Linked DNA regions of Cricetulus griseus: region 1 is linked to region 2. A link is a contact called in public Hi-C data. All regions are on one chromosome and are shown on one strand. Each heading gives the region's core, a stretch centred on a gene start, on an enhancer-like site or on the middle of the called end of the contact. The rest is flanking DNA. Distances are from core to core; before and after follow the strand shown. Region 1 overlaps Agfg2 (arf-GAP domain and FG repeat-containing protein 2). Region 2 holds the start of Epo (erythropoietin).

Region 1 (4,149 bases), core at 1,099-3,598, 150 kb before region 2:
GACCACCTGACAGGCTCTCCTCCCAGAATATATTTTTCCTTTAATAACTTATTATTATTATACATTTTTATGTGCATTGGTGTTTTGCCTGCCTGTATGTCAGATCCCCAAGACTGGAATTACAAACAATTGTGAGCTGCCATGTTGGTGTTAGAATTGAACCCAGGAAACTCTGAAAGAGCAAGCAGTGCTCTTAACCGCTGAGTCTTCTCTCCAGCCCCACCCCATCCCCTTTTAAGATTGTGTGTGTGTGTGTGTGTGTGTGTGTGTCTGTGTGTGTGTGTGTCTGTGTGTGTGTGTGTGTCTGTGTGTGTGTGTGTGTGTGTGTGTGTGTGTGTGTGTGTGTGTGTTGGTGTGTGTGTGTGTGTGTCTGGTGTGTGTGTGTGTGTGTGTGGTGTGTGTATATGCGTGTGTGTGTGTGTGTGTGTGGTGTGTGTCTGTGTATGTGTGTGTCTGTGTGTGTTGGTGTGTGTGTGTGTGTATGTGTGTGTGTGTTTTAAGCCTATATGCTTGAATGTGCCCACATGTAGAGATCAAAAGAGGGCACTGAAACCTCTGCAACTGGAGTTACAGGTCGTCATGAGCCACCGTATGGGTGCTGGGAACCAAACCTGGGTCCTCTGCAATAGCTGAAATTGCTCTTTTTTTATTAATTTATTTTTTACATCCCAATCCCAGTCCCATCCCTCCATCCTGCTTTCCCCACCCCCCCACCTCCCATCTGCTCCTCAGAGTGGGTAAGGCTGCCCCTAGGGAGTCCACTAAGTCTGTCCCATCATCTTGTTGAGACAGGACCAAGGCACCTCTCCACTCCCCACACCCCTGTGTCTAGGCTGAGCACAGGAAGTGCTCTTAACCACTGAGCCATCTCTCCAGTCCCAGAATATATTTTTTTTCAAACATTATCCTTTCATGGTTGGACATGCACAAGGAAACAAAATTGCCATAAATTCTAACAAATAAGACTTACATATGTCGGGCTTGAGAGATGGCTCAGCAGTTAAAGCACACTGGCTGTTCTTCCAAAGGACCCAGGTTTGATTCCCAGCACCTACATGGTGGCTCACAGCCATCTGTAACTCCAGTTCCAGGGTATCTGATGTTCCTTTCTGGCCCCTGTGCACCGGGCATGTGGTACACATATATGTGCAAGCAAAATGATCATACAAGTAAAATTTTTAAAGGATTCTTTGAATGTTTTAAATTTTATTTTATATTTATTTATAGTTAGGCTGGTATGGTGCTTGCCTAGCTTGTCCACAACTCTAGGTTTGGTCCTTATCACCACATAAATCAGGAGTGGCAGGCCAGACCTATCATCCTGGCACTCAGAAGTTTGAGGTCATCACCTACATAGGGGGTTGGAGGCCAGCCTGGAATATGTGAGCCCCTGCCTGAAAAGACACAGAGAGGGCAAGGGTTGGGGGATGCCTGCCTATAACACAACTGATTGCATTCCAAATAGAGCTGGTATCTATCTAGAAGAAGAAAGATAGCAAGAAGAAAGTCCCGAGACTCACAGTCCTCTCAAGGCATGGGGCATGGATGTCTCTAACTGCAGGTAGTCCACGCCCTAACCCAAATCCTGCCACTATGGGAAGGAAGGTCCTCACTTGGCTAAGATGAAGTGTAGCTGTTCAGACAGGATGTAGTTCAGAGGTAGAGCACCTGCCTAGCACATGTGAGGCCCCTGGGTTCCAACCCCAGCAACATAAGGAACAAAGGGATCAATTGGTCTTGCTGAGAGATTTTGAGAGGTGGGTAGCTCTTCTGATGGATTGCTGGGCTGTATTGTTTGTTTGTTTGGTTGGTTTTAGTTTTGCAAGGCAGGATTTCTCTGTGTAATAGCCCTAACTTCCTGGAACTAGTGTAGACCAGGCTGGCCTCGAACTCACGGAGATCCGCCTGCCTCTGCCACCCAAGTGCTGGGATTTAAGGCATGGGCCACCACTGCCCTGTTATGTTGGGTTTTATTTGTGTAGGTCAGAGGAGTATGCAAAAGGGAGGTTGCTAAATATGTAGTGTCTTGAGGCCAACAAAATGACCCAGTGGGTGAAAGCATCTACCGCCAAGCCAGATGCCCTGAGTTTGATCCCTAGAGCCCGCAAGATGGAACAAGAGGTCCAGCTAGTGAGAGTCCTCTGCCCTCGATGTGTGTCCCTCTATGCAAAAAATTAATGACTAAATATTAATGTGCTGCTTTGGAGCTGGTGTTGGCTCCGTGGGTGACTAGAGTTTTTAAGCCCAGCTCTGCCCTCTAGTGTCCACAGAGAAGCACTTTCCAGACTGTGAGCTATCAAGGGTGGAAAGCTCACTCTCTGGGGAAGTAGCTGGAACATGGAGACCCAGGCAGTACTGAAGAGTTGACTCATTCCTGAAGGTAGTTGCGTTTGTTCAGAAACCCTATGTGCTCTGAGTCAGGCAGGCAGGGGAAAAGCACGACCCAGATCTACCTGCCTCATATCCTGTGGTTAGAAGCCTGGATGGGGACAGTCTAGATGACTCAGTGGGTGAAAGGCTCTTGCTGTGTAAGTTGGAAGACCTGAGTTCTATCTCCAGAGCCTGTGTAAAAAAGCACTCGCACGTGTGCCCACTCGCGTGCACACCCACACTTTAGAAAAAAAAAAAAAAAGATAAATACGGCGGGCACAGAAATGCAAATCTCAGTGTTGGAGCATCTGAAAGAAGCCAGAGCTGAACTGGGATGTGCTCAGTGGCAGAGCGCTTATCTGGCATCCGAAATGTCCTGGGTTATCTACCCAGCACCACTGGGGATAGGGGAACAACACTGAGTTTGGTGGCCTCCCAACATTCAGGAAGCTGAGTAGGATTGCTGCAAGTTCGAGGTTTGCCTGGGCTACGACGTAGTGAGGCCCTTTTTGAAAACATCAAAGGTTTAGGACATAGCTCCATAGTAGGGCACTTACCTAACATACACAGAACCCTAGATTTGATTCTTGGTACAATTAATAAACTAATTTGTTTGTTTGGTTTGGTTTTTTAGAGACAAGGTTTTTCTGTTTAGCACTAGCTGTCCTGAAAACTCTATAGACCAGGATGGCCTCTGCCTCTTGACAGCTGAGAGTAAAGGTGTGCACCACCACTGCCCAGCTAACTAATTAATTTTTAAAATTAATTAGGAGCTAGGATGATAGCTCAGTTGGTAGAGTGTCTTGTATACACAAAAGCCCTAGATCCAATCCCTAGCCACATATGTTCCAGGTATACTTGTAATCCCAGCACTTGGAGGCAGAGACAAGGAGGTAGAGGAGACTTCAAGGCCAGACACTATCTCAAAAAAGAGAGAGGAAGGAGCTGGCTGGTAGTGGTGCATGCCTTTAATCCCAGCACTCAAGAGGCAGAGACAGGCTGAATTCAAGGTCACCCTGGTCCACAGAGGGAGTTCTAGGACAGGCTTCCAGGCTACAGAGAAACCCTGTCTTGAAAAAGAGAGGGAGGGAAAGAGAGGCATGCCATTTTGCTGAGGAGACAGGCAGACAGACCCAGCTGTATGACACGATGGGAGACAAGCAAGATGAGGGTGGTGGTTACAGCACTGAGGAACTGGAGAAGGCCTGAGCTATTGCCTTACCCAGGACTTCAGGAGATGAGCTCCCTCGGGCTAGGTGGTCATGGGGAAACGGCTAGCTCAGAGAGTCCAGAAGGTGCCTTACCTGTCATCATTCCCTCACCCCTCCACCCTCCACCCCCCACCTCCATCTCCTCTTCTGCCCACTGCCACCAGTCTCACTCAGCGTCCTTGTTTTATCTTCTCATTCAGGGACCAGCCGGATGTCTGCATTTGGTGTTGCTCCTCTTGCGGCTGCCACTCAGCCCAACAGCCTCACAGACGTGGGTGGCCTCCTGGGACCCAGGGTGCCAGCTGGAGGTCTCTCTGGCAGGTGGGTCCAGACATGAAGGTGACTCACCTGAAGGTTGGTGGCATTGTCCCAGACTGATAGAGCCTCATGGCTTACTTGTTCTCCCCTTGTCTTCCTGGCCCGACCTGGGGTAACACAGTGGACTTGTCTCCTTGGTCCCCTTGCTCTGCTCTTCCTGGAAGATGCCCATTCCCACCTCTTTCCCTGTGCCACAGTGTTTTCGGGATGCCCAGCCAGGTTCCTGCATTACAGTCAGCTGTGCCAGGTG
Region 2 (3,868 bases), core at 626-3,125:
GGTCAGAGGACAGCTCACAGCAGTTGTTTCTCTGCTTCTACCATGTGGGTCTCAGGGATTAAACTCAGGTCTTCAGACTTAGTGGCAAGTACTTTTACCACTGAACCGTCATGTCCTTGGTCCTGGTCCTCCACCTTTTTTTTTTGAGACAGGGTCTTAGTGAACCTGGGACTTAATGATTTAGTTAGACAAGCTGTCCAGTGAACTCCAGGGCCCTCCAGTCTCCGCCTCCCCAGCACCACAATGACAATCACATGCCTCCATATCCAGCATTTCATGTGGGTGTTGGGGAATCTAAATCAGGTATTCATGTATACTAAATCACTTCCTCAGCTCCCTCCCTTCATTCTGTGTGTGTGTGTGTGTGTGTGTGTGTGATAGAATACATCATATATTAAAGGTTATATGTTTTAATTTTATATGTATGGGTACTTTACCTGTGTGTCTGTGCACCATGTGTAGAGTACCTGCAGAGTCCAGAAGGAGGCATCGATGCTTTCAATCTAGAGTTACACATAGTTATTAGTTGCCACAAGGTTGTTATCAACTGAACCTGGCTCCTCTACAACACAGCGGGTGCTCTTAACTGCTAGTCATCTCTCCAGCCTCCTCCACTCAGTTCTTAATGCCACTGAAGGTCTCTGTCCGTTGTCCATCTCTCCCCACTAGAATGTCACCAGGGCAGGCATTCTTAACTGTGTCATACATGACTCAGTCCTCAGGTCCCTTCCCAGTCAGCAGTATATATTCCACAAACATTTCTTTTATCTTTACATTTTAAGATCAGATTTATATATTTTGTTTTATGTGAGGGTGTTTTGCCTGCACATATGTGTGTGTAATATGTGTGTGCCTGGTACCCTCAGAGGTCAGAAGAGGGCATCAGGTTCCTTGGAACTGGGGTTATGGATGGTTGTGAACCATCATATGGATGCTGGGAATAGAACCTAGGGGCTACAGGGGTGTAGCTCAGCAGTAGAGCTCCTGCCAAGACTTCCCCAGTGAGGGGCTGGGGGTGTGGCTCAGCGGTAGAGAGCTTGCCTCAAGTCCCTCAATAAGGGCATGGGAGCTCATTTAACCGAGCATTTGCCTAATGTACAGGCCCCAGGGCTCGGGCCTCAGCACTGCAAAAACAAAAGCAAAAACCCAGTAGCAACGTGCCCACGTGTCCTCAGCAACGTGCCACAGGCTTCCTGCCCTGAAAGTCACCTTTCTGGATTTTTAGGGTCCTAGAAAACGAGGGGTGAGAGGGGAGGAACCCCACAGTCCTCCCTCGCTTGCATCTGATTCCTCAACAGGAACAGCTCTGGCTTTTAGAGCAAGTCGTGAGGAGAGAAAGCCCTTGGGTTTTGCTTCCAGTCTCCAACTCTAGGTGTTTCTGATCAATCCCTGTCCCGAGATAAGGACGCCCCCCAGAGGACATGCCCAGCCTTTCCATAGGTCAGCTCCTCACTTTAGGTTTCCCGCACATCTCATAGACGTGCACCCCACTGAGCTCCCCTCCTGGAAATCAGAATCTGTCCACCCGCCTAAGGAAGACCCCCCTGACAGCGTGCGTGCCTGGAACAGCCCTCGCCACCCCAGCGAGCCCCAGACCCAGGCGTCCTGCTCCTTGCTCTGACCCCAGGTGGCCCCCACCCCTGGCGACCCCTCATGCACACACAGCCTCACCCCCACCCCCACCCGCGCACGCACACATGCTGATAACATCCCCGACCCCCGACCGGAGCCACATGTCCCCGGACCAAGCCTGGCCAGTGGCTGCGTCTTGCTGTGTTCCCGAACAGACCAGTGGCCAGGGCCACCGCGTCCCCGCTCTGCCCGCGCTCCCTGAACGGTGACCACCTTCTTTCAGGCGAGTGGGGTGACCTGGTCCCACAGATCTTCTAAGGATGAAGACTAGCAGCGTGGACACTGGCCCAGCCCCGGGTCACTAAGGGGCTCTGGCAGCCAGGCGCGGAGATGGGGGTGCCCGGTGAGTACTCACAGGCTAGGGACCTGTGACCTCCGGGGCTCCTGTTTGAGCAAGGATTTACATCTGAAGCTGTTGGCCAGGAAGTGACCGTGTACAAGGACCTGCGACTCGCCAAGGATCTAGGAGGAGAGAGGGGGGTGGGGTAGCTTCCACGTGCACTCAGGGGTTTGGGGAGCCCTCCCGCAAATGACAAAAAAGGGGAGATCCAGGACGGGGACAAAGTTTAGGATTTTAGGGAGTCGAGGCGCTGCTCCGTGGATGAGAAGCTGCTAAAAGAATTACCTGCGTCCAGGAGTCCCAGCTTCTCAGGATCTGCCAGCCTCTGGCGCGCACTTACAGTGAAGTTTGGCCGAGAAGTGGATGCCGGTCGCTTGGGGGGTGGGGTGTGCAGCGCCGAGAGATAGAATGAAGGCCACTCCGGCAGAGCCTAAGCAATTGCAAGGTCGGGGTCAGCCGAGACTAGAAGGCAGAGGAGCCTCGCTGAGCAAACCAGCCTCTGGAGTCCCGCAGCCCCCACCCCTCCCTGCCTCACACCCAGCCCGCCTTTCTTCCAGAACGTCCCACCCTGCCGCTTTTGCTGTCTTTGCTCTTGCTTCCTCTGGGCCTCCCAGTCCTCTGCGCTCCCCCACGCCTCATCTGCGACAGCCGAGTTCTGGAGAGGTACATCTTGGAGGCCAAGGAGGCAGAGAACGTCACGGTAAGCTTCCCGGCCCCACAAAAGAAAGAAACTGGTTCTTGGGGAGCTAGGAATTTGAGTTCCTTCCTAGCACGGCTTTTCAGGTCAAGATGAGATGTTTAGCCCTAAAGCTCTTCCATCCCCCTTCCCCCAGTGATAATGCTGGAGAGGGTTGTGGCTCAGTTTGGTAGAGTGCTTGCTTAGTGTGAAAGAAGCCCTGGGCTCAATTCCCCAGCACCACAGGAGCCGAGACTTTGTGATGGCCCAAACCTACATGCCTAGTACTTGGGAGATGGAGTAGGAGGATCAGAAATTCAAGGTGATCCTCTGTTACATAAGCTGAGTCCAGCCTCAAACTTGAAACTCTGACTGTCCAAAACAAGAAAGCATGATAAAGCTGGTGGCACCCAAAGCATGCCCAGTAACATTCAAAGACAAAGAGTATCTGGTGGCTTTTTGTGAATGAAACCTTTGGAGGTCTTGACCAGGTGCTGTGTCTTGCAGATGGGCTGTGCAGAAGGTCCCAGACTGAGTGAGAATATTACAGTCCCAGATACCAAAGTCAACTTCTATGCTTGGAAAAGAAAGGCGGTGAGTTCTCTTTTCTTTTTTTCTCCTTCCTAGAGGTGGGTCTCAGTCTGACACCTTGATAGTGTGGGAGAAAGAATGATAAAGATAATGACTGATGGAATATGCTAGCTCATCCATCCATCCATCCATCCATCCATCCATCCATCCATCCATCCATGCCTTACTGTGTGCTGTTCTGTCCTGTCCACCTCCGCTAGGGTGTCTGATAGCCAGGGAGACAGAGGGAAGGACTCTGGCTGGCTCTTTCTAAACCCTTTGCCTCCTCTAGGTGGAAGAACAGGCTGTAGAAGTTTGGCATGGCCTGTCCCTGCTCTCCGAGGCCATCCTGAGGGGCCAGGCCCTGCTAGGCAACTCCTCCCAACCATCAGAGATGCTTCAGCTGCATATAGACAAAGCCATCAGTGGCCTGCGCAGCCTCACCTCCCTGCTCCGGGTGCTGGGAGCCCAGGTGAGTAGGTGTGGACTGTTACTTGCCCTTTCTACAGGGTGGGCCAAGAGTTGTTAAAGAACTGAGGGCTGAGCCTGCAAGATAGCTCAGTGGGTAAAGGTGCCTGCCACCAAGTGAGATGCCCTGAATTTAATATCCCTAGAAGTCACACAGTGAGAAGAGAACTGGTTTCCTCCAG

What was found. A called contact is a pair of places that touch in the nucleus more often than the background predicts.
Region 1: a Hi-C map of the CHO-K1 cell line shows a contact between it and region 2, with 3 times the contacts expected there. The contact joins the enhancer-like site here to the promoter of Epo in region 2. A contact is called at or near these places in 2 of 8 Hi-C or Micro-C datasets (both in the CHO-K1 cell line).

What each region holds. Positions count from the first base shown.
Region 1 is chr4:116,561,855-116,566,003 of CriGri-PICRH-1.0, reverse strand. It overlaps Agfg2 (arf-GAP domain and FG repeat-containing protein 2), which reads left to right. Exons shown (of 13, transcript XM_027416249.2): 8 at 3,782-3,902; 9 at 4,097-4,149. Among named protein-coding and RNA genes, the nearest start is that of Sap25, 17 kb to the right of the region's middle. Within about 2 kb of position 2,348, at least 2 of the 6 cell types and tissues checked have open chromatin away from gene starts, as enhancers often do. A contact at or near this core is called in the CHO-K1 cell line, where this site is marked.
Region 2 is chr4:116,409,668-116,413,535 of CriGri-PICRH-1.0, reverse strand. It overlaps Epo (erythropoietin), which reads left to right and starts at 1,875. Exons shown (of 5, transcript XM_035444524.1): 1 at 1,875-1,975; 2 at 2,530-2,672; 3 at 3,156-3,242; 4 at 3,511-3,690. The coding sequence starts at 1,963.